Regions from separate parts of the Cydia pomonella genome. Here region 2 is linked to region 1. The links are chromatin contacts, called in public Hi-C maps. All regions are on one chromosome and are shown on one strand. Each heading gives the region's core, a stretch centred on a gene start, on an enhancer-like site or on the middle of the called end of the contact. The rest is flanking DNA. Distances are from core to core; before and after follow the strand shown.

Region 1 (4,832 bases), core at 592-3,091:
TGGTTTTTGTGACCGAAATAAATGTCATATATAATGGAAAACCGGACAAATGCGAGTCGAACTCGCCCACCGAGGGTTCCTTACTTTTTAGTATTTGTAGCGGCAACAGAAATACATAATCTGTGAAAATTTTAGCACGGTTCATGAGATACAGCCTGGTGTCAGATGGACAGAAAGACGGACAGCAGAGTCTTAGTAATAGGGTTACGTTTATCGTCATATCTGGTCCTGTAATTAATTTATGTAGCTTCAGATACTATAGTTAAAAAAATACAGCGAACTTACGTCTTTCATACAAAACTTGTTTTTGCTCTATTAATTTTGTTTTATACGCTGGAGCTACGTAAACTAATTACAGGACTAGATATACCTCATGTGCTTGTATGTGCAAAGTTTCATTACAATCCAATAGATAGTTTTAAAATGAGAATGAAACTCAGTTTGTAAGGGAAGGTGAAATTCAGCGGAGCTTGTCTAATTTAATTAACAATAGTCCACATCTTAAGTCATTATATTTGTTACCGTCAGAGATCATTAGAGAGCTAGTTGTTAATATGACAAGGCTGTAAAATTTAGCACTATGTGACAAGTGTATCCTATTAAAAAGTAACACAAACCAAGCTGCCATGCAATCATTTCAAAAACAGTATTTTTATATAAAATGAAATTTAACGAGGAGGAGGAAGGATTTAACGACTGGAGACACTTTGTCTGCAATTTTCTGTACAGTCTGCAGATTTTTGCGAGGGCCCAGCGCTACACATGTATCCTTTCAGCTCTTCCCGGCTCTGTTTAGGTCTGCATTGCTCCGTACAATTATTAGGGTTGGCACTTGGCAACTTGAAGTCCCTATATTGCACAACCACAGATAAGATAGAAGACACCCCTAAATGACCGAAAGGGATAGTGCCATACATTAGAAAGGGACAGCGTAATTCGTCCCTGAATCGCTGTCAAACTTTGGTTTTTTTAGAAAGTGTCATTTCTGTATGGTAGTACTATTATTTATTCTGTTTTTGTACGTAACATACAACTAGCTATGTCCGATAAACATCAGTCCCTACTATACATGTGACCATTGGCCATGGTTTTACGACAGAGGGGTAAGCTCTTAAAGGCGACTGCGGTTGTTATATCTTTCAAGTATATCTATGTCTGTCTAAGAAATTAGAGTGAGTATTAGTTTTGCATACAAAACTGTAATTAAAATGGTGTATTCCCATCCAACGTGACCACCGCCATACAAAAGGCGGGTACAGAAGGGAATAATTGCCTATTCCCATCTAAATCCGGCAGGACCATTAAAGCACGTCATTTTAAAATGAGTGTAACTTTTATTGTATGAAAGATCCTTATTAATCAACTTGATAATTTTTTATAAGTAAATAATTTATGGCAATAATAGCGATGCATTAATACGTGAAAGTCCTTTATAGTGGTAAATCAAATAATAAAATCTCGAACCAGTACATACCTGACATCCGCATACAACCACAAAATTAGGTTAGCGATCTTCGTATACACGAACGAAGACGACAAATAGTTAACCATCGTCACACTCCCCGCCTTCCTCGTCCGCAACATCACTACGATAATTAGGAAAAATAGAATTTCCGTTTCTCGACTGTCTAACTCGCAATCTACATCAGGGAACAGAAAATTGCAAATCACACCCGTCCTTTTAGCCGTAACGTATGAAATGCTTAGTAATATGTTGACCCAGTAATAGGGCTTTAGTAATTGACGCAAATCTTGCTTGAAAGACATGATTTTTAGTTTAATTTGGAAAAAATTTGGGACGTAGCCTGTTCATCCGAGCGGAGCGATGTACATTTGTACAGTACAAGTCACTTTGACACTTTACTTTGGTTTGACTTTTTTTTTTTTTTTCAATCGATGAAGCTGTTCGAGGTACAGTTAAAGAAGATTGTTTTGTTACAATGGTTATAACGCCATCTAGTGGCGAGTAGCAAGTAGCCATCTTTTACAATCCGTGCTATTCAGCGATTTTAGCGAGCTTACCTCGAACACCAAAATTCGCAAATTGTGGCGTTTCTCTTTTACTCCAATTAAGACGTAATTAGGGTGACAAAGAAAGATAACCGAAATTTGCGAACTTCGATTTTCGCAGTTATAGCCCTGGCCACAAATAAAAACTTAAAATCCCAGCTGATATTATATTACTTACTTTACTCTTTGCCTAAACCACTTGTTTCACGTGTCATAAACGTGTCATAACATGTCACAATGATAATGATAACTAAACAACAAAGGGTTGATAATCTTTCCGCACTGTCAGGTAAATAATTTCTGGAATTTTTGGTTATTATATATTTAGGTAGTTTGTTTAAATAACAATTAATATTAAAGACTTCTACACAGTTAGCAACAAATGGTATGCGATTAAGGCGCTTATTACATCTACACGGTCGCCAGGCACTTTCGGGAAGCCGATCGGCTTTCCTACAAAATGTTCCCGGTGACCGTGTAGATCTATTAAGAGGAATTCCTAGTTGCGATTTTTCCATACAAACGCTCTCGACTGATTCCTCCCTGGATTTTTAACCTAGAGCAGTGATTTTTTCAAATAAGATCAATATCATCAATATCTGTGCCGCTATGTTTTGCTTTTTTGGATTATTTTATTTTGAAGAAAGATACAGCGCCTCGAAAATCGCAAAAACGGCTAAATGGAATTGGCTGTAAAAAAAGGCACAGTATACAAATATGACAAAAAATATCCAAAAAATCAAAACATAGCGGCATAGATTATTTCTTCCTCTTGCAATTTCCAAAATTTCATAATGATTAGTTGCGTTTTGGAGGAGGAAACAGTCGAGAGCGAAACCTCGATTTTTGAGTTTTTTGCGAGTGAATTTCGGTCCGAGCTGCAGTTGTCCTTATCGCACGAATTGGAGGCGGAGACAGTTTCTAAATATACGTACACAGAAGGAATAGTGATGGGCATAACATCCTTATTAGGGATTGCAGAACCGGTACTGTTTTAAAGAACCGGGATTTCTCGGTACTTTCGGAACTGGTCTAATTATTTCATTGTTTTAAATAAAACGACAGCTATTTGCGATTTGACCACCTTTCGTATTATTATTTAATAATCACATTTTCTTTTATTACGTAGTAGGCAATTTTTTTTAGAAATATAGTATTTTACATTGCTCACACTTGTGCGTCACAAGTAAAAGATAACTACTTTGATGTTTGCCACTAGATAGCAAATTTAATGAAATTACATTGACGAGGGGATTTATATATAAGTATCGCAGTCGTATTGTATAATCCGCCGTATTACATTACGGCTAGCCGATATCAAAATAAGGGCCATTTTGAAATGCGGCGGTTCAACGATTAAGGTATGTTGGGTAAATACCGGATGCGGGTGAAGAACGTAGGACATTCATTTCCCCCTAATTTGGCTTTATTTTTTAATGTTGGCAACATTGTGTAAGACGCCATTTCATTGCGCCTCGACTGTCAGTGTCCCCGCGTCGCTCAGGGAGTCGGGCTTGTGCTATGTGCAATCACAGAGAGCAAGGTAAATTTCGCGAATTCTTCCTTCTATCCGATCTTCGCTCTGTAATTTATTTTGCGTGTTGTGATGAAACTGTGTTTGTTTTTGTAATTGTGTTAACAGACCTAGCACTGCTGTAAACCGATATCCGATCTTGACCCTTCCAGGTAAAGATCGGACCAGAAACAATCAGATCTTTACCTATTTAAAAACAGCAGTGATTATCAAACTTTAAATTTTCTTCAATTTACCTACTGACCTTAATTATCACATTTATTGTTTTCTTGATCACACTTTTGGACCATTATTTTTATCCAGTACCACTACCAGCGCGACGGTTACTGACAATGTAATTTTTTTAATTTCCGCAACCCAAAGGTTGCCTTTTAGCGATAAGACCGCATGTTGTTTACCTGTGCTTATGTGTATGTTACCGAAAAATCTATTGTCAACCTCATAGAAATAATAAAAAAGAAATTCGAAGACGATTTAAACATATTACTCGAAGACAGAGACATAAACACGATTTACAGAATTGGCAAAAACAACAAAGAAAATGGAAAGGAGAGGCCGATAGTCTTATCATTCGTTAACAACTGGAAGAAAAATGAGGTAATGATGAATAAAAAGAAATTAAAAAATGCATATGCTGCTGAAGACTATCCAAAGGAAGTCCTCGACAGGAGAAGAGAACTATATTCAAAACTTGAAGAAGAGAGAGAGAAAGGCAAATACGCGTTCATAAAATATGACAAACTAGTCATCAAAGAGGGGAAACCAGGAAATGAAAAGCGGAAAAGGGAAGCATCATCCTCGCCAAATGTAACGGAACAGCCCCGCAAACAACAATCAACAACAAAAACACATCGATTGAATGCATTTGATGTAATGAGAAATAGATGCAACTCTCTGTCTACTCCAAACTCACCAAGTGATCAGAAAGCATAGGATACAGCCATCAGCCACCGGAACGAAACAACACTAAGCAAGCAAGAACTAAACATTACAAACAAAACATTCCCCAACCCGACTGGTCATCGTGGGGAATTAGACTGCAACCCTCCACCAAAAATCAAAATAGACAATGAAAAAACAACCCTCAAAGTGTGTACTTATAATGTAAGATCGCTAGCATCAACAGAAAAATACCTTGAACTAACTTACGCTCTAAAAAACATCAATTGCGATATTTTAGGCCTCTCAGAGGTCCGCAGAATGGGCTGTAGTATTGAAGAGCATGAAGACTTTATTTTTTGCTATATAGGTGAAACTAAAGGACTACACGGAGTGGGGTTTCTAATCA
Region 2 (4,328 bases), core at 996-3,495, 220 kb after region 1:
AGTTTTTAATTTTGAGTGCCCTGAAAACCAGTGCCATGTCTAAGAGACACGGCTTATACTGAGTGAAATCCTATTTGGTGTATGTGTCATTATTTACTTAGTTGTTCAAATGTATATGTTTATATTCATAATTGCTTACTACCTGCTTTATTTTAGGTTTCTCCTCCACCTCCGGGTAGTCCACCAGTGGAACCTCCGGATAATCGTCATCATTCTGAAAACCATCATATGAACAATCAAAGTCTAATTCCTCTTTTTCGATTTTTTGCTTGATCTTTTGTACTTTTGGGCTTTTTATTTTCACAGTTTTCCGCGTTGCTTTTGATATAGATTTTTTCTTCGGTTTGAGACCTAGGGACATGTTAAGGAGGGACTTCTCAGCCTTCCTGCTCTGTTTTCGGAATTGTAACGCATTGTTCATTTTCTCTATACAGCTTGTGCACATCTTTTGTGAGAGGCCATCATCTTGCATTATCTGAAAGAGAAATATTGTTATTTCAAAATGCTTATCAGGATCACAATATGTTGTTGTTGTTTTACTAGTAGTAGTAAAACACTTTATTGTACAAAAAGAAACATAAAACAGGAAAAAACATATCATTTGTACAAAAGCGAACTAATCCCTTTCAGGGTTCTCTTCGAGTGAAACCTTTGAGCAATTGAGGAAGAGTTGCGAGAACAGTAGACATCAAAATTGTACTAAACAGCATAAAAATTTAATATTTAATTTCCTAAAAGATAGGTAAACCTATAATTTACACTACAATATATATGAAATTAAACAAATATGTAAACAGTCATATATAGTTATAAACTTATAATAATACATTCTATAGTATACGGTGTAGGTGTTGCCTATAGCAGGAGCAATGGGTCTCTATTGTTTCCCATAAAGTTTTAAGTCATAATGTATTGTTTGTCCGCATTTTCGTTAGTCATAATTTGGTTTTTCTCAGAAACGCGTAACTTTTCAGGATTGCCATAAAACAAACCTAACCTAACCTAACCTATCTATAGGATAATCTAAGGAAATTCCTGAAAAGTTAACGGTTTCAGAGTTATGACTAATGATAATATGACTATCATTACATTATGACTTTCAATAATTATGTCAAACAAAGGGATCCGAGGAGCAATAAATTAAACGGTACATTGACGACAATATTAATTTTATATCAAAAATAAGATTTCAAAAAATTCGACATACAAAAATAAGAAATATTATAAAAGCAAAAGACGCTTTAATCCAAGCTTTAACTTTAAAATGGAAGTGGGCAGGCCAAGTGTCACACTTTCAAATCAATAGATGGACCAAAATTGTAACAACCTGGAATTGCCCTCTAGGAAAAAGAAAGCAGGCCAGACCCTACGCAAGATGGGAAGATGAGATAAGGAAAATATCAGGCCAAAACTGGCTACAAACAGCTCAATCAAGAACAGAATGGTTGTCTTTGGAGGAGGCCTTCACCTATCAGGGGTTCTTGCAGGAAGAACATTAACATTAAGTATTAGTTAATTAAGTATAAACTGTTAAAATAAGCCAGCAAACGTGGGAGGAGGTTACCCAAGCTGCCCAGGACCGGAGTCAGTGGAAGAAAATGGTTCGAGCCCTACACCCCAGCAGGGGGTAACAGGATGAAAAGAAAGAAGATATAAGAGTCCAATGTCTAAATTGAATGTGTGATTGTGTATGTGTGTTGTGTGTACGAGGCTAGGTCCCACGGATATATGGAAAATGGGAAAATATATGCAAAATTAAAAATGCCTGAGACTTTGAAGTTTGGAACATTTCAAAGAGCTTGGACTCGATGATTTAAGTAATAATATGAGTAAAACAATACCTCTAAACCTGTGACGAGTCTCAATTCCTCAGTACGTTTCTTCTCTATTCCAGGGCTGTAGAAAATAGCCACGAGCTCCTCAGCGCTCAGGCAGGTCCGGCAGTACATGGACTGCGTGTCCGGCTTCTTTTCGGCTTTAAATGCAGTCTCTTTAGCACGTAAACTACGTCGCTTCATGCTCATTCTATTTAACATCAACAAGGCCAACATTTTTTAAGTTTTACGACTAGATTTACAATAGAAGCCGCGTTTTAAACACGTCGATATATATAATTTATTCATAGAGAATTGTTTGTGAACGAAATTCTGATAGTTTTATTTGATATTGCAATAATGTTCAAGTTTTTAGCCCACAAACCGCAGTATAAACAACTTTGTCAGCCATTATTTTATTGACATTTTCTTTTTTTTTCATTAATGAAATCTAAAGCTGTTCGGGCTACTTTTAAAATCGATAAAATTTGTTTTAATAATATAGCGCCATCTTGCGGCGAGTAGCAAGTTTTGTGCTTTAAACTAAAGTTTAGTTTTCCTTCCATTGCTTGGTGTTTGGGGTGCTCCTCCAGTCTTCGTCCTCTTCTTAATGCTTCCGTGGTTAAAGGAGCCGAAATTTTTCTAGAATTGACTAAGGCTACTACTACTACTGGCCAAACATGCGGTTATTCGCCGAGCCCCGAGCCGCATATTTTATACGTTTAAGAAAAAATATTTCTTTCTTGTTTCATAAGCGGCTCGGCACTCCGCGAGTCCCTGCATGTCGGGCCACACCATTAGAAAAGTGCGGCATTCTTTTAAACGCTGCTTAATGCATCTTATCAGCGCAGGTTCGGGCTCGGCTTACTTATACTATGTAGGTACAGTCAACCAATTAGAATCCTAGGCCACTATAGAACCTTGTCGTTTTAACTACTAGATACTTGACACGCATCATTCAATAAGCACTGTCGTAGAAGTCATTATGGCATGGTTCTATAGTGGCCTAGGAATCAAATTGGTTGACTGCTAGGTTTTGTAGGTACATTTGGATTTTACATATTTCTTTATTTCAGTCACATGCAGAAACTTACAGCTAAGGATGCCAAAATGCTTATGCGGTAGAGACAAATACATACATTGAGAATCAAACACAGTTAAAAAAACTGGTCAAGTGCCAGTTTGTTTTACTCTTACTTGACTCGGGTTCCGTACAAACCTTGAATTAACTCATATAACTATAAAGAAGTACCTATACTAAGTATACTTATGTGCAGCGCCATCTATCGGCTAATTGTCTAACAAATTTGCGCGTTGTAATGCATGTTAGTTTTTGGAGGATAATTCTCTATCATATGAACCGCTTTCAAAAATTGTACTTTTATTTGATAAAAGGTGTCTTTAATGTAATCTCATAGCAATTTCCAGTGTAAAACACAATTATTGTTGGTTAAATTGCAAACTGAATTGAGAAAAGTTTTTTGTTAATTAAATAAAAAGTTACCAAGATAGAGGTCTGATTATATTTTTCGTGCAAAATTTATAGTAATGTTAATATTATGTAAAAAATTTATGATTTTTCTTGAGTAAACATCGGAGATAAGGAGCGGGAAATAGTTTTTTTTCCACATTTTACTCCATTTTATTTTCCACTACTAAAAGATCAGCGTACGCTACGTACCAGCGTCAGCTGCCTGTCTAAAACTAAATAATAATATTTTTGTACCTAATTTGTACTATTTAGTACCTCCTTTAAAAAAAATGTACCTCACGGTACTAAGTTATCACCACATTTTCTGGACAGTCCCCGCGGGCCCGGCGACTCCAGCAACCAGACACTTCACTTTTCACAATATTTTTAGGAATTTCTGCCTGAACTTACGATAGGCCGCCGACATATGCACGATCTCAACTCTAGTGCCGATATCGATAGGTAAAGTAATAAAAGTATAAAGAAATCAAATTGAAAACATATTTTATTATTCTGGCAACACAAAAGGTCCTTTATAAAAGGAGTTTTACAATAAACAACTTGGCAGTTCTACAAATAAAACTTAGTTAAATATCCCCATATTATTATGAGTTCATAGTCAGTAGGAGCGAAATGGAGCTATAAATTGAGATTTAACTATTTTATTATATTTATTTATCAGTTTCGTCTGAGCATCGAACAACTGGGGCCCATTTCTCGAAGGGTATTAGACTAATATAATAATATTAGTCCACGAACTGTCAATTCATGTGGGTTACCATGGCAACGCACTAATAATATTAGACTAATGGCGTTCGAGAAATGGCCCCTGGTAACCAGTATACGTGTAAACTGACAGCAGTTTGAAAAAGTAGTTTTTGATTCAGACATATTTGTGTAAAAATGAGGTTTAGAATCATTAATTTAAATGTGATTTTTAATTGATTATAGTATGCTTGTTTAGAACGCCAGGGATGTCACTTGAGCTTTAATTGAAAACAATAAAAAATTTACATTATATGACCACTAAATAAATAATTACG

The links. Hi-C and Micro-C count contacts between places; a contact is called where the count stands out from the background.
Region 2: a Hi-C map of whole body shows a contact between it and region 1, with 6 times the contacts expected there. The contact joins the promoter of LOC133531759 here to the promoter of LOC133531486 in region 1. A contact is called at or near these places in 2 of 2 Hi-C or Micro-C datasets (both in whole body).

What each region holds. Positions count from the first base shown.
Region 1 is chr25:578,107-582,938 of ilCydPomo1, forward strand. LOC133531486 (thioredoxin-related transmembrane protein 2 homolog) reads right to left here and starts at 1,842. Exons shown (of 4, transcript XM_061869734.1): 1 at 1,475-1,842. The coding sequence starts at 1,767. It overlaps LOC133531275, which reads left to right and starts at 4,148. Exons shown (of 14, transcript XM_061869405.1): 1 at 4,148-4,460. The coding sequence starts at 4,148.
Region 2 is chr25:800,693-805,020 of ilCydPomo1, forward strand. LOC133531759 (GDNF-inducible zinc finger protein 1-like) reads right to left here and starts at 2,246. Exons shown (of 8, transcript XM_061870146.1): 1 at 1,842-2,246; 2 at 143-475. The coding sequence starts at 2,051. It overlaps LOC133531705 (gastrula zinc finger protein XlCGF26.1-like), which reads right to left. Exons shown (of 2, transcript XM_061870075.1): 2 at 3,775-4,328.